2 separate regions of the Delphinus delphis genome follow, and region 2 is linked to region 1. Evidence: chromatin contacts called from public Hi-C data. All regions are on one chromosome and are shown on one strand. The core of a region is the stretch at or near the end of the contact, and the rest is flanking DNA. Distances in the headings are between cores, read along the strand shown. Region 1 holds the start of MISP3 (MISP family member 3). Region 2 holds the start of NANOS3 (nanos C2HC-type zinc finger 3).

Evidence for each region. A called contact is a pair of places that touch in the nucleus more often than the background predicts.
Region 2: a Hi-C map of lung shows a contact between it and region 1, with 5 times the contacts expected there. The contact joins the promoter of NANOS3 here to the promoter of MISP3 in region 1. A contact is called at or near these places in 2 of 3 Hi-C or Micro-C datasets (lung and muscle).

The regions. Positions count from the first base shown.
Region 1 is chr3:10,296,243-10,300,163 of mDelDel1.2, reverse strand. MISP3 (MISP family member 3) reads left to right here and starts at 2,160. Exons shown (of 3, transcript XM_060006622.1): 1 at 2,160-3,365; 2 at 3,879-3,921. The coding sequence starts at 2,798.
Region 2 is chr3:10,448,214-10,452,134 of mDelDel1.2, reverse strand. It overlaps NANOS3 (nanos C2HC-type zinc finger 3), which reads left to right and starts at 1,818. Exons shown (of 2, transcript XM_060006629.1): 1 at 1,818-2,265; 2 at 3,541-3,875. The coding sequence starts at 1,818. The coding sequence ends at 3,608.

The sequences.
Region 1 (3,921 bases), core at 911-3,410:
AGGGAATTTGGATTTTTCTTCTAAGTCTGGTGGGGAGTCACTGGAGGACAGTGAACGTCTGGGACAAGGGTGGCGAGAAGTGGACGAATTCAGAATATATTTTGGAGGCAGAGCAAACAGCAATCCAATATATGAATGGATTGGGGCAGGGGCTGAGGGAAAAAGAGAAATTGAGGCTGACTTCTACATTTTGGGCATGAAAAACAGAATGAGTGAGTTGCTATACATAGTAGAGAGGAATAGAGTTGGGGGAAACCAACAGTTCAGTTTCTAAAGTGTTCATTTTGGCATATCTATTAGACTAGGGACTGTTGGATATGAGTCCAAAACCCAGGGGAGAAGTCAGAGCTAGAGACATAAATTTGGGAGACATCAGCATAGGGATGGTATTTAAAGCATGAGATTGGAGTTTGTCAAGGTCTGAGTGTTGGCAGGAAAGAGACTGTACTTAAACCAAGTAATTGATGAGAACTCAGTAGAAGGAAATAATCAAGGCATAGTGCATACCCTGGATTCGCCACAGCCAGGAGCTGTTACCACCCCATGGACCTGGAGGGAGAGAGCTACGTGGAGCTGCTGCCTGCTGTGGAGGGACACAGCCAACAAAGCTTGGAGGAAGGGGGCATGGGATAAACATCCTGACCTCACTCACCTCTCTCCCATCAGCCAAACCCAATGGAAGCCAGAGGGGAAGGAAGCCCATTGATGCAGGTGAACCAGAAGTCTGAGAAGGGGTGCCTGGGAGGTAGGAGGGAAATCAGGAGAGGATGGTGTCCTCCAAGTCCAAGGAGCTAATGGAGAGGGAATCAGGGAGGAGCCAGTGATCAGGTCTGGCAAATGGAGGTCACGGAGGTCCTTGGACAGAGAAGGTTCAGTGGCGTGGTGGAACCAAGAGCCCAGTAAGCATGGCTGGAAGAGGGACAGGAGGTGATAAAGAGCCCACTGTAGAGACAACTCATTCCAGAAGTACAGTTTTCATCCTCATCACCTCCCGAGGGAGTAAGCACTATTATCCCCGTTTTACAGACAAGGAAACTGAGCCTTGGAGAAGGCTGACACTTAGGTTCTGAGTGGGCGGGAATCAGGTGGGCCTGATTCCAATTGGGTCAATAGAGTCAGAGGAAGGAAGGAGGTCAGATGGTCAGAGGGAGGAGGGTAGCAGCTTGAGATTGGGATCAAGGAGAGAGTAGAGTGGGAGGGTGGACAGAACGGGGACTCACCAGGGTAGGCAGAGAGTTGGGGGATTATTGGGGCTCCTGAGGCTGTGTAGCCCCCCCACTTTCTTTAGGTAACTATATCTTTCTTACTGGTCACCCCAAAATGGTGGGGGGTGGAGGCAGGTTTTGGAGAGAGCCCAGGGGAAGAGAGTGGAAAATGTCCCTGGGGGTAGGTCGCCTGCTCCCGGCATCGATCCTGGCCTTGAACGTCACAATCTGGCCCCAGCTGCAGGGAGCTACTTCTTCCCGCAAGCCTGGATACTTCTCTGAGCCTTCCCAGTCGCCTGGGTCCAAGGTGACCGCCTTTCAAACCTCAGCCGCTCTGCTGAGCCCTGGGCGTTCTGTGTGTGCGTCCCTCCCTCGTCCCTCAATCTGGGAGTGCACTTGGCGGTGGACGCCTCGCGTACTTTTCCTGGAGAGGGTGAGGGGAAGGGCCCTCTGGGCTTGGAGCGGGCGCTGGCTCACCGCTCGGAACCTTGCTGAACCCAGGCACTGGGAGGGAGACTGGGGCGGGCGGTGAGGCGGTTCCTGGCGCCCCCTCCAGCCCGAGCTGTGCGCTGCAGGGGTGGAAGGTGGAAGGACAGCCCAGACGCCGTGGGCGTTGCTGCTGCGCGGGGCAGGCAAGGCCCCGGAAAGATGGCTTCGGGGGACACCCCACCAGAGGACAGCGTTCAGAGGCCCAGCCAGGCGTGCAGCTAGGGCCAAGCCTCCTGGCAATGCCGGGGACGTGAGGCCGAAAACGTTCTAGGGTGGCGCCCCCTGAGTGAACACTGCACCCAGACTGGCGTCCCGGGTAGCGGGCTAGGTCTAGGGAAGTCCTCTTTTAAACGGGCCAATGCCCTGAGCTGACTTGAGGCGTGCTAGTGGAAGAAATCCAGCGCCCAGCTGAGGCGCCCCCGTCTCGAGGGCGGGGCCAGGGCGGAGCCCGGAGTCCTGCCTGCAGGTGCAGGGGGCGTTGCCCGGCCCTGCCCCCGGGGACAGTTCTTGGAGGCCAGGGGCGGGTCAGAGAAGCGGCCGGTGCAGGCTACGCCTTGGAACCCGCGGACGGCGACTGCAGCTACAGGTGCCGCGCAGGGCGGTGTGGCCCAGCTCTGGGCATCAAAACTCCAGCGCTGGGAGCTACGGCTTCCCAGCTGCTCCCAACCCTGGACACCGAGGCCCCCGGGCCGGAGAGCGAAGCCCTGGGGTCGTCCGAAGAGCGGGGCCCTGAGCCCCCCGGGTTAGACAGAGAAATTCCCGGGCCTGCCGCAGAGCAGGATACCGAGGTCCCCAGGCCAGGAGGCGAGGTCCCCGTGCCCTCCCCAGACCAGGGCGCGGAGACCCCCGAGCAAGAGAGCGAAGTCCTCGGGCCATCAGCGGGGCAGGAGGCAGAGCGCCCTGGACCGACCGCAGCTGAGGGCTTTGAGAGTCCTGGGCGAGGCAGCGACGACGCTGAACCGTGTGAAGCGCGAGGCGCGGGGCTCCTGGAGCAGTGTCCCTCTCAAGGTCCGGAAACCTCCTCTGAGTCAAACTCGGAATCCCCCCAGCTGCGTTTTCTACTGCGCTCCGAGACCCCACAACAGCCCCCAGAGCAGCCGCTCATGGAGACGCCCATCGAGCGCGAAATCCGCCGCAGCTGCGAACGCGAGGAGAGCCTGCGCCGGAGCCGGGGCCTGAGCCCAGGTCGCGCGGGCCGCGAACTCGTCGAACTGCGTGTGCGGCCGGTGCTCAGCCTGCCGGGCCCCGGCTCCGCGCTCCCGCGCTCCTTGGAGCGCGCTCGGGCGGGCGCGCAGATGCAGCGAGACATCGAGCGGGAGGCCCATCGGCAGGCGGCGCTAGCGCGCCCCGAGATCCCAAAGCAGCGCGCCCGGCAGCCGCCTCAGCCGCTGGGCGAGCTCAAGCGCTTCTTCGAGGCTGCCGGCGGGTGCGGCTCCTCGCTGGCGGCGGAGGGCAGCGCGGACCCGCAGCGGCTGCCTGAGCCCGGAGGTCGGCCACGTTCAGTCGTGCAGAGCCGGTGCCCGGTGCTGGCCCGCGCCCCGCCGCCCATCGCACCATCGCTGCTGGAGCAGGAGGTGCGCGAGGTGAATGAGCGCGAGCGGGAACTGCAGCGCCAGCGCCTCAGCGTCTACGGCACCGCCGAGTTCAAGGAGCCCGCGCCCAGCCTAACTGGTAAGCCACTGGCGCCCCTACGCTGGGAATTCCCAGGGCTCCAGCCGCTCTCACCGACTGCCCAGCTCCAGTGGCCCTCTGATCCTCAGGGTCCCCCTTCCTGGCTCCCAGACTCCTCGGGCCCCTCTCAACTCACCTCTTCTGGGCTGACCATCCCTATGCTCCACACCCCCGGACCCCGTCGGACTCCCAGATCCAGACCCCTAGGCTCGTGGTGGGGGAAGGGAGGAGGATCCCACATGTCTTTGTCGGGTTCCAGGGAACCCTCCCTGGGTTCAGGCACACCTGGATCCTCCCTCTGAATTTTCGGGTTCCTACCTCCCCACCCTGGGTTTGTTTGCCTCTCTCCCCCCTCGGGTTCCTCCCTCCTCCCTCATGATGGAGGCCTCCATGGGGAGGAGGGCGGGTGAACGCCTGTGTGTGTTTAAGGGGCGCGGCCGCTCTCCTTCGTCCTGGCCGCCTCCAGCTGGTGAGAGGAGGGGCAATCTCGGCTGAGCGCCCCTTCCCCCGCAGCGAGCAGGGGCGACGGAAAGCTGGCGGTGATCTGGCCTCCCCG
Region 2 (3,921 bases), core at 569-3,068, 150 kb before region 1:
CTGCTTTTTCCGGTTCCCGGAGCAGAGAGTTGGCACCTAATAACTATTTGCTGACTTAATGATTCTATAAGTTCCTTATTCCCTCCCCTCTCCCCTCATCCTATCCAGTTCCCTCACCCCCACCCAGCCTCCACTCCCCAAGAAGTTGCCAAGGGTTTGGGGGAACATTCAACCTGTCGGTGAGTTTGGGCAGCTCAGGCAAACCATCGACCGTTGAGTGGACCCCGAGGCCTGGAACTGCCGTCCACCCATCACGACCCCCACCTTCCAGATCTGGGGGGGCCAGGGGATCCTGAACACATCCCCTCCCTTAGGCCACAGCAAAGGTCACAATCTACATTCATTGTTGTCGGTGGGTTGTGAGGACGGAGGCCAGACCCACCGAGGGATGAATGTCACTGTGTCTGGGCCGGACACAGCCTAAGGGGAATGGGATGGGGAAAAAAACCCCACCCTGGACTCCCCCCCAAAATTGCTCAGCCAGTACCTGACCCTGACCCCAGCCTCTCACCCCTTGGTGAGGGCTGGTGTCTGGGATCCTTACAGACACAGGCTGGATTTGGAGAATAAATCCTGGAGGGTTGGGGGCATGAATCACAGGCTCAGGGCTGGGCAGCTGGGAAACCTTTGTGAAACCGATTAGTGAGGCCCTGCTTCCAAAAGGCTCAATAGAGTTTTCTTGAATGATTGAATGAGTGAGGTGGGTAGGCAGCATAGCACCTCTTCTCTGCCTTCAAGTCCCGGGCCCAGGTTTCTCACCCTCCTTGCCTGGTACCGGCAGACCCCTGCTTTACCTTCAGTTGCCCACCTAGCACCTTGACGCCAGTTGATCCTTCCACCTGCCCATCTGTGTGCCCCACGTGGGTGACTCCTGGGCAAACCTTATCCTCCAGAGACTGAGCTGAGCTCTCATTTGAGGGGGAGATCAAGGCACTGGCGAATGCTACGGGTCCCCCCATTAGCCCAACTTGTGCCTGTGCTCTGCTCCACCCCCTTTCCACCCCAGGACCAGGACGAGCTGGTCCTAAGGCTCTCCAATACCTAAAGTTCCGTTGGTAACTAACAGCGTGGGGAGGCAGGCTTTTGTGCTTGTCTTTGTGAATAACCCCAGGGGCAGGTGGTTTCATACCCCAGTCTGTTCATCCATTAAATGCGGGATCCACTGAAAAGTGGTGTGAAAGCTCCCTGAGGGTGACCAGAGCTGGGAGCCTTGGTCCTTAACCCCCCACCCCATAAGCCAGGCCCATTCTCCTTCTGAAGACAGTTGGAACATCAGTAGCTCCCCAACCCTTCCCAAAGAGCACAGGGGTACCCGGCCCCTCCCCCAGCCCAGGAGAAGGAAGAAAGAAGTTACTAAGTTACTGGCTACATCAATGCTAGTCTGTCGGGTGGGGCTTCCAACCCTCCCGCCCCCATCACCCTGTGGGGCAGGAGAGGCAGGCAGGCTCTAAGGAGGGGTCGCCCTCCCAATGCCCTCTGGGTGGGGTGTGTGGCTCCGTATTACTGGTGCCCCCTGCAGCCTGTGTCTTGTCACCCCCCCCCCCCGCCTCCAGCCCCCCCAGAGACCATGCATCCCCTTGGCAGGTGCATTTTTGGGGGAGCGGCAGCAAGCCCCCCTGTGACAGTAAGGAACCTCCTACAGCCTGCTCCTCCCTCTTCACACCCCCTTGGAGGTATAAGGAGGGAACTGACAGCCCAGACTGCTCGGCTCCAGAGAGGGGAAGGGAGGGTTAAGAAGGGAGGTGTAGAAAGACAAGCTTTGGGGCGGCTGGGTTTCTTCTCTCTCTGCCCCTCTGCCTGGCACACGGTGTCCAGCCATGGGGAGCTTCAATCTATGGACAGATTACCTGGGTTTGGCACGCCTGGTGGAGGCTCTGCGTGGGGAAGAGGAGCCTGAGATCAGGCTGGACCCCCAGCCAGAACCAGTGCCAGGACCAGAGGAGGGTCAGACACACAGCCCGGAATCCTCACCAGCTCCTGAACGCCTGTGCTCTTTCTGCAAGCACAACGGCGAGTCCCGGGCCATCTACCAGTCCCACGTGCTCAAGGACGAAGCTGGCCGGGTGCTGTGCCCCATCCTCCGAGACTACGTGTGCCCCCAGTGTGGTGCCACTCGCGACCATGCCCACACCCGCCGCTTCTGTCCGCTCACCGGCCAGGGCTACACCTCCGTCTATAGCTACACCACCCGCAACTCGGCCGGCAGGAAGCTGGTCCGCTCGGACAAGGCGAAGACGCAGGACTCCGGACACTGCCGAGGAGGAGGTGCCTGTGCAGGTGGCTGGGGGAACTCGAGGAGGGGGGTCTGCCCTGGGCTGAGCCCCTAGGGGCCTTTGTGAAGTGGGTTAACCCCTGGGGTCACAACCCACTTCAGAGGGTTGGGGGGTGATAACCTGTGTAGACAGCTTAGAGCAGTATTCTAGAACTGTTGCCCTACGCTGGTAAGCTGGGGATGGGGTCCCCTGTGTGGCCTTGGGCAAGGCACTCTCCCTCCCTGGGCCCGTAAGGGAAACACCGTCCTTTTCCAGGCGCGGTGTGATCTAGCAGGGAGGCTGTGGGGACTACTGGTGGGATCTGGGGATAGGTACAGCAGGGGCTCCAATCCGGCTTGGCTCGTGGGAACTGTGTGACCAGAGGGAAATGGCTCAGTTAGAGAAACTGAGCCTCCCTTGTTCACTCATTCACCAGATAGTTTTTGAGGCTTGCCGGGTGCCAAGCGCTGGGCTGGGCTTGGCCCACCGTGGTAGATGGGAGAGTGAGAGTTAAAACACAGGCATGGGGGAGTCTAGAGGAAGCACCTGATCCAGGTGAAGGGGTCCAGGAGGTCTTCCTGGAGAAAGTGATTTCTGGAAGCCTAATTCAGTTTGGTGGAGCGCTGAAGTGGAGCCCAGGCAATGAGGCTCGTTTAGGAACTTCGTGAAGTTGGGTGTGTCTGGGATAGAGTATGTGTGCATGTATGTCGGAGGGGAAGGTGTCAGAGATTTCAGGGATGGCACAAGGCCTATCAGACTGTGAGCCCCTGGGGAAGTCACCGGGTGGGAGTACCCCTCCCTATCCCGGCAGCTGTGCAGTGAACATCTGTTAGAAGAGACTGCCTCCAGGAGAGGATAGTATTCCCTATGAGGTCTGACGAGGTCCAACTGGGAGAGGTGGGAAGCTGAAGGGACGCAAAGATGATGATCTCAGAGTCTTCCTTTTTTCCCCTCAAGTCCGAGAGAACAGGAAAACTGGCCTCCGCGGGCGTGCGGGGTGGGGGAAGCCCTCACCAGGATATTGGCAAAGGAAGGCTGCCTGAGGCCGTCCTCCCAGGAGGAGGCAGCACGGCAGGACTGAGTTGGAGTTTCTGCGCTTTGTGTCTCGCTCTGGGTCCCATCTGGGGCTGCCCGGGGCCGGGAATGTCACAGGGGGGTGCTATTCAAGAAATAGCCTGCAGGTGGCGCCAGAGCCATGGCAGCCCTGCAGGTTGAGTCGGTACTTCCGGAGCATCGAATCATCCGTTATTAAATGTTTTTCTCCTCCTCTTCTGCTTTTAAAATCCAGGTTCCAAAGGTGTCGGGAAGCCTAATGGAACTACCCCCTCTTCCTGCTTACCCTCCACTTCTGCCTAAGGAGGCTGGAGCGGGCAGGACGGGGATGCTGCCTTCACCTGGGGTTGGGGACCCAGGCTCACTGGAGGCTGGATTTCAGGGAAGACGCACCCTCCGAGGATCCACCCCTAGGCCCTGCCCCCGGCCTGAGGGCCTGGCAAAGGAGCCCCGTCTGGAAGCACAGCCCAAATGGCGCCCCGACCCCCTCTCGGAAGGAGGTGGTTCTCAGGCACCCCAGCCCTCCTTCCCCGGCGCGGGGCACCCAGTCAGCTCTCAATAAATGTTATGAATGGATCCGCGTCATAGCAGGCCCGGTCTTGGGACAAGGTAGCGT